Regions from separate parts of the Mus musculus genome. Here region 2 is linked to region 1. A link is a contact called in public HiCAR-type data. All regions are on one chromosome and are shown on one strand. The core of a region is the stretch at or near the end of the contact, and the rest is flanking DNA. Distances in the headings are between cores, read along the strand shown. Region 1 overlaps Ntrk2 (neurotrophic tyrosine kinase, receptor, type 2). Region 2 overlaps Gm34354 (a long non-coding RNA gene).

Region 1 (3,098 bases), core at 492-2,991:
TTCCATCTATTAGAAAATAAATTATTTATGTGAAAATAACATTCAGCTGATCATAATGACATATAAAGGAGACAGGGATTGTAGTCACCCAATTGGGCAAAGCTAGAGAAACCATTTTTCAATAATTTTGATGCAACGTACACTTGCAATGGTACTCATTCAAAAAAAAAGAAAGAAAAGAAAAGAAAGAAAACATAATTATCCTTCCTTTTGAAAATTTCCTCCCAAATGCCAGACAAAATCGTTACTTACAGGTCAGACAAGTCAAGGTGGCGGAAATGTCTCCTGGACAAACTCGTCAGCTTGTTTCGTGTGAAATTTCTGAAAGAAATCAGATATGTTAAGTGTAACTTTAAAGGTTATGATTTAAGAATGATAGTGGTTTTGTTTTTTAAAGCGTAATTTTCCTGGACTCGGGTACCCATCTTACTTGGAGCCAAACTGTGCCTTTTACATGAGAAGATAACTTCCGGGGGTCCCTGCCTCGCTTACAGTGCCTATGCACTATGAGAGAAGAGTGTATGTTTCTCAGAGTCTCTCTTTAATATCTTTGTTTCACCCAAACGTTTATGTCTCGTGTATCGATTGAAAGTCCAGTTCTCTCCCAGTTGGGCTCCCGATGCTTTGAGCACTTAATTGGGGGAATATGTAATAAAACAGCACAGTATAAGCCCATGAGAGGAGGAAAGAGAGAGATTCTAAAACTAAGAGGCATCTTGAACATTTTTAAGGTGTGTGACAAACAAAACCTGGGCTAGAGAGACTTTCAACTGTCTTTCCCGGAAGGAATACACCTGCTGACGGAAGCCGCCTGCCTGGTGGGACTATTTACATGTGACCTCAATGAAGGAGTAGCTCCAAGAAGAGACCAGGGCAGAACACTGGGGAACAGGGCATGTGTCAGACTTTATCGTGAGCTCCCCCAAAACACAGCATCTTTATAATTTAAACAAAGCAACAGAAAGATGCTCTTTCTATCCATGGGAGGGAGGAAAAAAAACCTTATGAATTTCCTGGTGTGTTCCAAATGCCTGTTGTTTGAGTGTTTCCAGTGATCCTGGCAGCTGAATTTGTTTACTGTTTCATATTTACTTAAAGTTCTTGAGCCTCTGGATGGATATTTTTGAAAAGTAGCAAAAGTGTGAAAACACACAGCCCACAAAAACAGCCAAGACCCCATCCACGCAGCTCCTGGCTTCTCGAGTGGCCCAGGCAGGCAGGTGTCTAAGAAGAAAGTCTGCTAGGGACAGTAACCCTGGCTCTGCCCTGGACCTAAGGCCAGAATGCTATCAGGCCAATGACATCTCAGTCATCTGTAGGAGCTAAATCACAGGCTGACAGGGTTAGCTGGTGAAAGGAGAGAAGGGTACCCGGGATGAAAATATACTCGAACCCATCAGGAAGTCGTGAGAGAGACATGCCCATGTAAGCCTTTTCTTTGGGGACATGAATTAAGAATGGCTTCTGTGGAACAATATCACACAAAAAATCTCTGCCTGTCTTTAAGGCTCAGGTGTGTTCATACTCATCACAAAGCCTGAAAAAAAAGGAAAAAAAAATCTGTTCTTCTCCCCAAAAATAAATAAAAGGGGTACAGGGGCAGGGATGGAGGGGAGGGGAGGGGAAGGGAAGGAGGAGCGAGGGAAAGGAAAGACTGGGGAAGGGAGGGAGGGGAGGAAAGAGGAAGAGAGGGGAGAGAAGGGGAAGGGAGTGGAGGGAAGGGGAGAGAAAAGCAGAGACCAGGAGGGAGAGAGAAGGAAAAAGAGGGATGAGGAAACTTCCGCATCATCTCCCCCACACCCCACCACACACACACACACACACACACACACACACACACACACACATCAGCTCACACTACCCTATGGAGCAGCCTCCCGCCCCCACCCATCAGCTCTATGCTGCCCTGTGGAGCTGCCTCTCCCACCCCACCCCACCCCCCATCAGCTCTATGCTGCCCCATGGAGCCACCTCTCCCAGTCTGCTCCGCTCAGCTCAGCTCTACCCTCCCTGGAGCAGCTGCTAGTCTGGGTTGCCAGCAGCACACTGCAGCTCGGGGTTACGGGCCAAAGAACAAGATGAGTTTTATGAAGCATACTTAGGAATGGGGCCAAAAGCCAAAAAGGAGGAAGAAGGAAGAAAAAAATCAACAATCCTCTTACTGTTTGATTGTAAAACTTTGCTAAGAGCCTAATTAGCACCTCGGCAGAGCCCCTGGAAAACACAAATGCTGGCTTTTCTCACAGTCCCGGGGTTCTAGGGGTTGGGCAGCAATTAAAGGCACCCAGACTTATAATCAGAGATCAGCACTGGATGGTGACTGTGTCAGGCTAACACTGACCAGGCAAACTGAGGCAAAGATGAGGCTGCGCTCTCTTGTGAGGTCCCTAAAACCTGAAGTACAACAGTCCCAATTGTCCCTCATTACTCTCTCTTTTTATTGGATATTTTCTTTATTTACATTTCAAATGTTATCCCCTTTCCTGATCCCCCTCCCTCCCAAAAGTCCCTATCTCCCTTCCCCTGCTTCTATGATGGCATGTCCTCATCCACCTACCCACCCACTCCCATCCTGGTATTCCCCTACACTGGGGCATCAAGCTTTCACAGTACCAAGGGCCTCTTCTCCCATTGATGCCTGACGAGGCCATCCTCTGCTACATGTGTGGCTGGAGCCATGAGTCCCTCCATGTGTACTCTTTGGTTGGTGGGAGCTCTGAGGGGTCTGGTTGGTTGATATTGTTGTTCTTTCTATGGGGTTTTGACCCCCTTCAGCTCCTTCAGTCCTTTCTCTAACTCGTCCATTCCTTTCTATAGAGGCAGGGGAGCTCAGAAGGACCTTCAGGCCACCCTCAGGTTACAGAGCGGCAGCTTCATTAGTCGTGTGCACCTCACTGTGCTGATAACCCAGGTCAGTACAATTTGAGTTCAGAAAATCCAGGCAAAGCAAGGTGATCCCCAGGGTCCCCAGTCCTAAGCAGAGGCTAGGACAGAAGACAGATGCTAGAGCCGACTCCTCCTGCATCCCTACACTCCTCCAAGGCGAGGTACCGTCCTGCAGCTAGGGAGAGCCTCTCTCCTCATGTGGCTGTGTGAAG
Region 2 (2,959 bases), core at 62-2,561, 340 kb before region 1:
ATTTTAAAAGAAAAAGAGGTAAATTTTCAGGTAGTCAAAATTAATTCACATAGTTAAGTACTAGCTAGTAGCCCAGCCCCCAAAAAAAATGTAATTTATGTTTCATCTACATGATGACAATTTAAAGAAAAAGAAAGTGTAAACCATTCTAACAGCTTTAGAGGAAAAATAATTTTTTACTCCAAAAGAAGGAACAAAATTCAAGAATAAATTAGTAGCTCTAAACTCCAATACATTCACAGTTACAACAAATGAAAATGGACTAAGTAAAATCTCAGGTCATCAGATGGAATAAAATTATAAAAGCATTCATATTCTGCCCGAGTGCAAAAATACATAGAGATTATATTTAAACACATTCAGTCACAAGTTGGAAGGATGCACTCTGAACTCCACTAACCTCAGATAAAGTGGGATCCGGTCAAGAGACATTCATTCCTAAGTATATAGCAAGTGATTTCCTAGTGATAAACATACCTGTCTCCTTGGAAAATTCAAGACTGTAAATGTGTGAGTGCCATGAGAGAGACAACCGTGTGTGGAGGGAAGTGGAGCTGATTCTACAGACACAGACAAGGGGAGCGCCTGTAGTTGATAAAATAGAAACATAGATAACGAAATTTAAAAAAGAAAAAACCCATCAGCACACTATCCACTGGGACACAGTCGCTGTGCACAGAAAACGGGGCAAGAAACAAGCAGGTACATTTTTGCTCTCAAGTTGACTGAGATTTTCACCAAAATTTCCAAGAGAAGAATAAATAAACACACAAAGTTCTAAAACACGTGATTGCGAGCTTCCGATTCAACAAAGTAGGCAAAGGGTAACAAAGAAGCTGGAGGTGGGAAACAAGAAAACACAGAAGTCAGAGGCTCAGCTGTAATAACAATGATGCCGTGTAAATGACAAGGACCAGTGAGAGCCAACAATGGTTCACGGAATGGGTGACCGAGACCCACAACCTGCTCGTGACAGGCATGAAAGAAAAAGAAAATGCTGCCGTTAACATAAGTAAAGTGGCATTGGAATGTATCCTGCTGAAGCTAAAATGCTCTCCCGAGCATCCTAACCACAGTCTTACTCCAAGAAATGTGAAGATTTGGCTGCCAATGGACAAATTCCTCAAAAATCTCGAGTTGCCAAATCTGACCCATGAAGTAGAAAAATCTGAGCGCATTTTATTTCTTAGATAAATCGAATGCTTCCTTTCCAGAAAAACAACTTTGGGCCCAGATGCTTGTACTAGCGAATCTTCCCAAACGTTTAAGGAAGAAATCATGTGGACCTCGATGAGAAAAGATGGAGCGTGCCCAAGCTGGTTCTCGGAGGAGGAAGGCTGCATTCTGATGCCAGACCCTGGCAAGGAGACTGTGAGAAAGAAGATTACATGCCAATTTCCCTCATGAACATTGTATAAAAATCTTGAAACACTTGCAAATCAATTGATGCGTGAGTGGGTTAATGTTCCGAGAGCCTGGGTAACTCGCCACACTAACAGAAGTGGAAGGCATTGTAACATTTATTTGTTAAAAAGAATAAAACAGAAAGTCCAGCCATGGAAAAACTGCCTGGCAAGCTAGAAACGGAGGAGTGCTTTTTAATGTGAAAGAGGCTTCCTTGGAGTCTTACAGTAAACACCATATTTAACAGTGAACTATGAAAGACTTCCCCTTTGAGACTCAGAATGGAACAGAGATACTCAGAGCCTCTTGTTCAGTGAAGACTGGATATTTTGCAGAATGGCATGGGGAGGGAAATTAAGTAAAAGCCTTCAAGGGTTAGAAAAGGAAAAGAAAAAAAAAACCTCTCATTATTTAAAGAGATAAGTGTGTACAAAGAAAACTCAAAAGAATTTTGAGTTTTAAAATTAACAGGAGGATTTAGTGAGGGGACTGGCTACAAGCAAGGCTGGTGGTTTAAAATCTATTTTATTCCAATGCCAGAAATAAATAGAATATTAAATTATAGCATCTGGGTATGCTTTAAATTAATATTTGTATTTTGTGAGACAAAATAAAAAATGATGAGATAAAGATTATAAAAGCTGATATCGGATTCATTTTGGGGTGGTACAAAGATTGTCAGTGACACAGGGACACCAGGCCACACAGTGTCAACCAACTGATGGGGGCCAACTGCCCTCTTGATGTTAAACAACCCTGACAGGACCATTCCAAGAGAGTGAAGGTAACACACTGACAGACAGACAAAGGCAGCCTGACAAGCTCCCCAAGAGCTAACCCCATTCCCTCCAAAGACAGAAATGGGAATATTTTACCATTTTTACGTCTTTTTAATTTTGTTTGTAAGTCTTGACATCCTTTAACATGCGTGTGTGCCTAAGTGAACGTGAATGCTTAGGGATATGTTAAAGTGCCTTTTAAGCAGGCTGAGGAACTAAAGTATCCATTTGCCTTCTTAATACCCATTTAAATGGCATTTTGAGGTCTGTTAAATGTTTTATAAATCCTTAAAATGTTATTTGCTTATATAAAACAACATTACTTGTAAGAGGAAAGCTTCATTGGGTTATAAAATTTGACATCAAACACAGAAGTTCTACTAAAAATTTCTTTCTTATTTTATTTACTCAATAGTCATAGCTTAAAAAAATTAGGAGTACCTAAAAATGTTTTATGTTAAGATGTCTCTGGGGAATGTATATTATAGATCCTTTGGGGGATAATTTATATGGATATTTTCAACAATAGTCTTAATACATAAATGTTAAGTGCGAGATTTTTTTCTATTAAGGCTGTAATATGTATAAAATAATAGATGTAGGTTTGTCAAATAAGTTTCCTTTGCATAGAAGGGATTGCAGGAGACAGTATCAATGAACACTTTAATTATGCATTTGATTTAGCATTCAAATTGAGGTAATTTCCCCCTGTATACAATAAACATGGCTACATTATTAAATGTTGATATAATAAATGACTTGTATTTTAAGAAAAA

Evidence for each region. HiCAR-type assays count read pairs that join an accessible place to other places.
Region 2: a contact with region 1 is called in a HiCAR-type map of astrocytes, with 5 times the contacts expected there. The contact joins two enhancer-like sites. A contact is called at or near these places in 1 of 484 Hi-C or Micro-C datasets (nephron progenitors) and 2 of 115 datasets of contacts at active chromatin or transcription factors (both in astrocytes).

What each region holds. Positions count from the first base shown.
Region 1 is chr13:58,840,099-58,843,196 of GRCm38.p6, reverse strand. It overlaps Ntrk2 (neurotrophic tyrosine kinase, receptor, type 2), which reads right to left. Exons shown (of 18, transcript NM_001025074.2): 5 at 253-321. Among named protein-coding and RNA genes, the nearest start is that of Ntrk2, 34 kb to the right of the region's middle. Within about 2 kb of position 1,741, at least 72 of the 459 cell types and tissues checked have an H3K27ac peak or open chromatin away from gene starts, as enhancers often do. A contact at or near this core is called in astrocytes, where this site is marked.
Region 2 is chr13:59,179,378-59,182,336 of GRCm38.p6, reverse strand. All of the region lies in intron 3 of Gm34354 (a long non-coding RNA gene), which reads right to left. Among named protein-coding and RNA genes, the nearest start is that of Gm34354, 32 kb to the right of the region's middle. Within about 2 kb of position 1,311, at least 18 of the 459 cell types and tissues checked have an H3K27ac peak or open chromatin away from gene starts, as enhancers often do. A contact at or near this core is called in astrocytes, where this site is marked.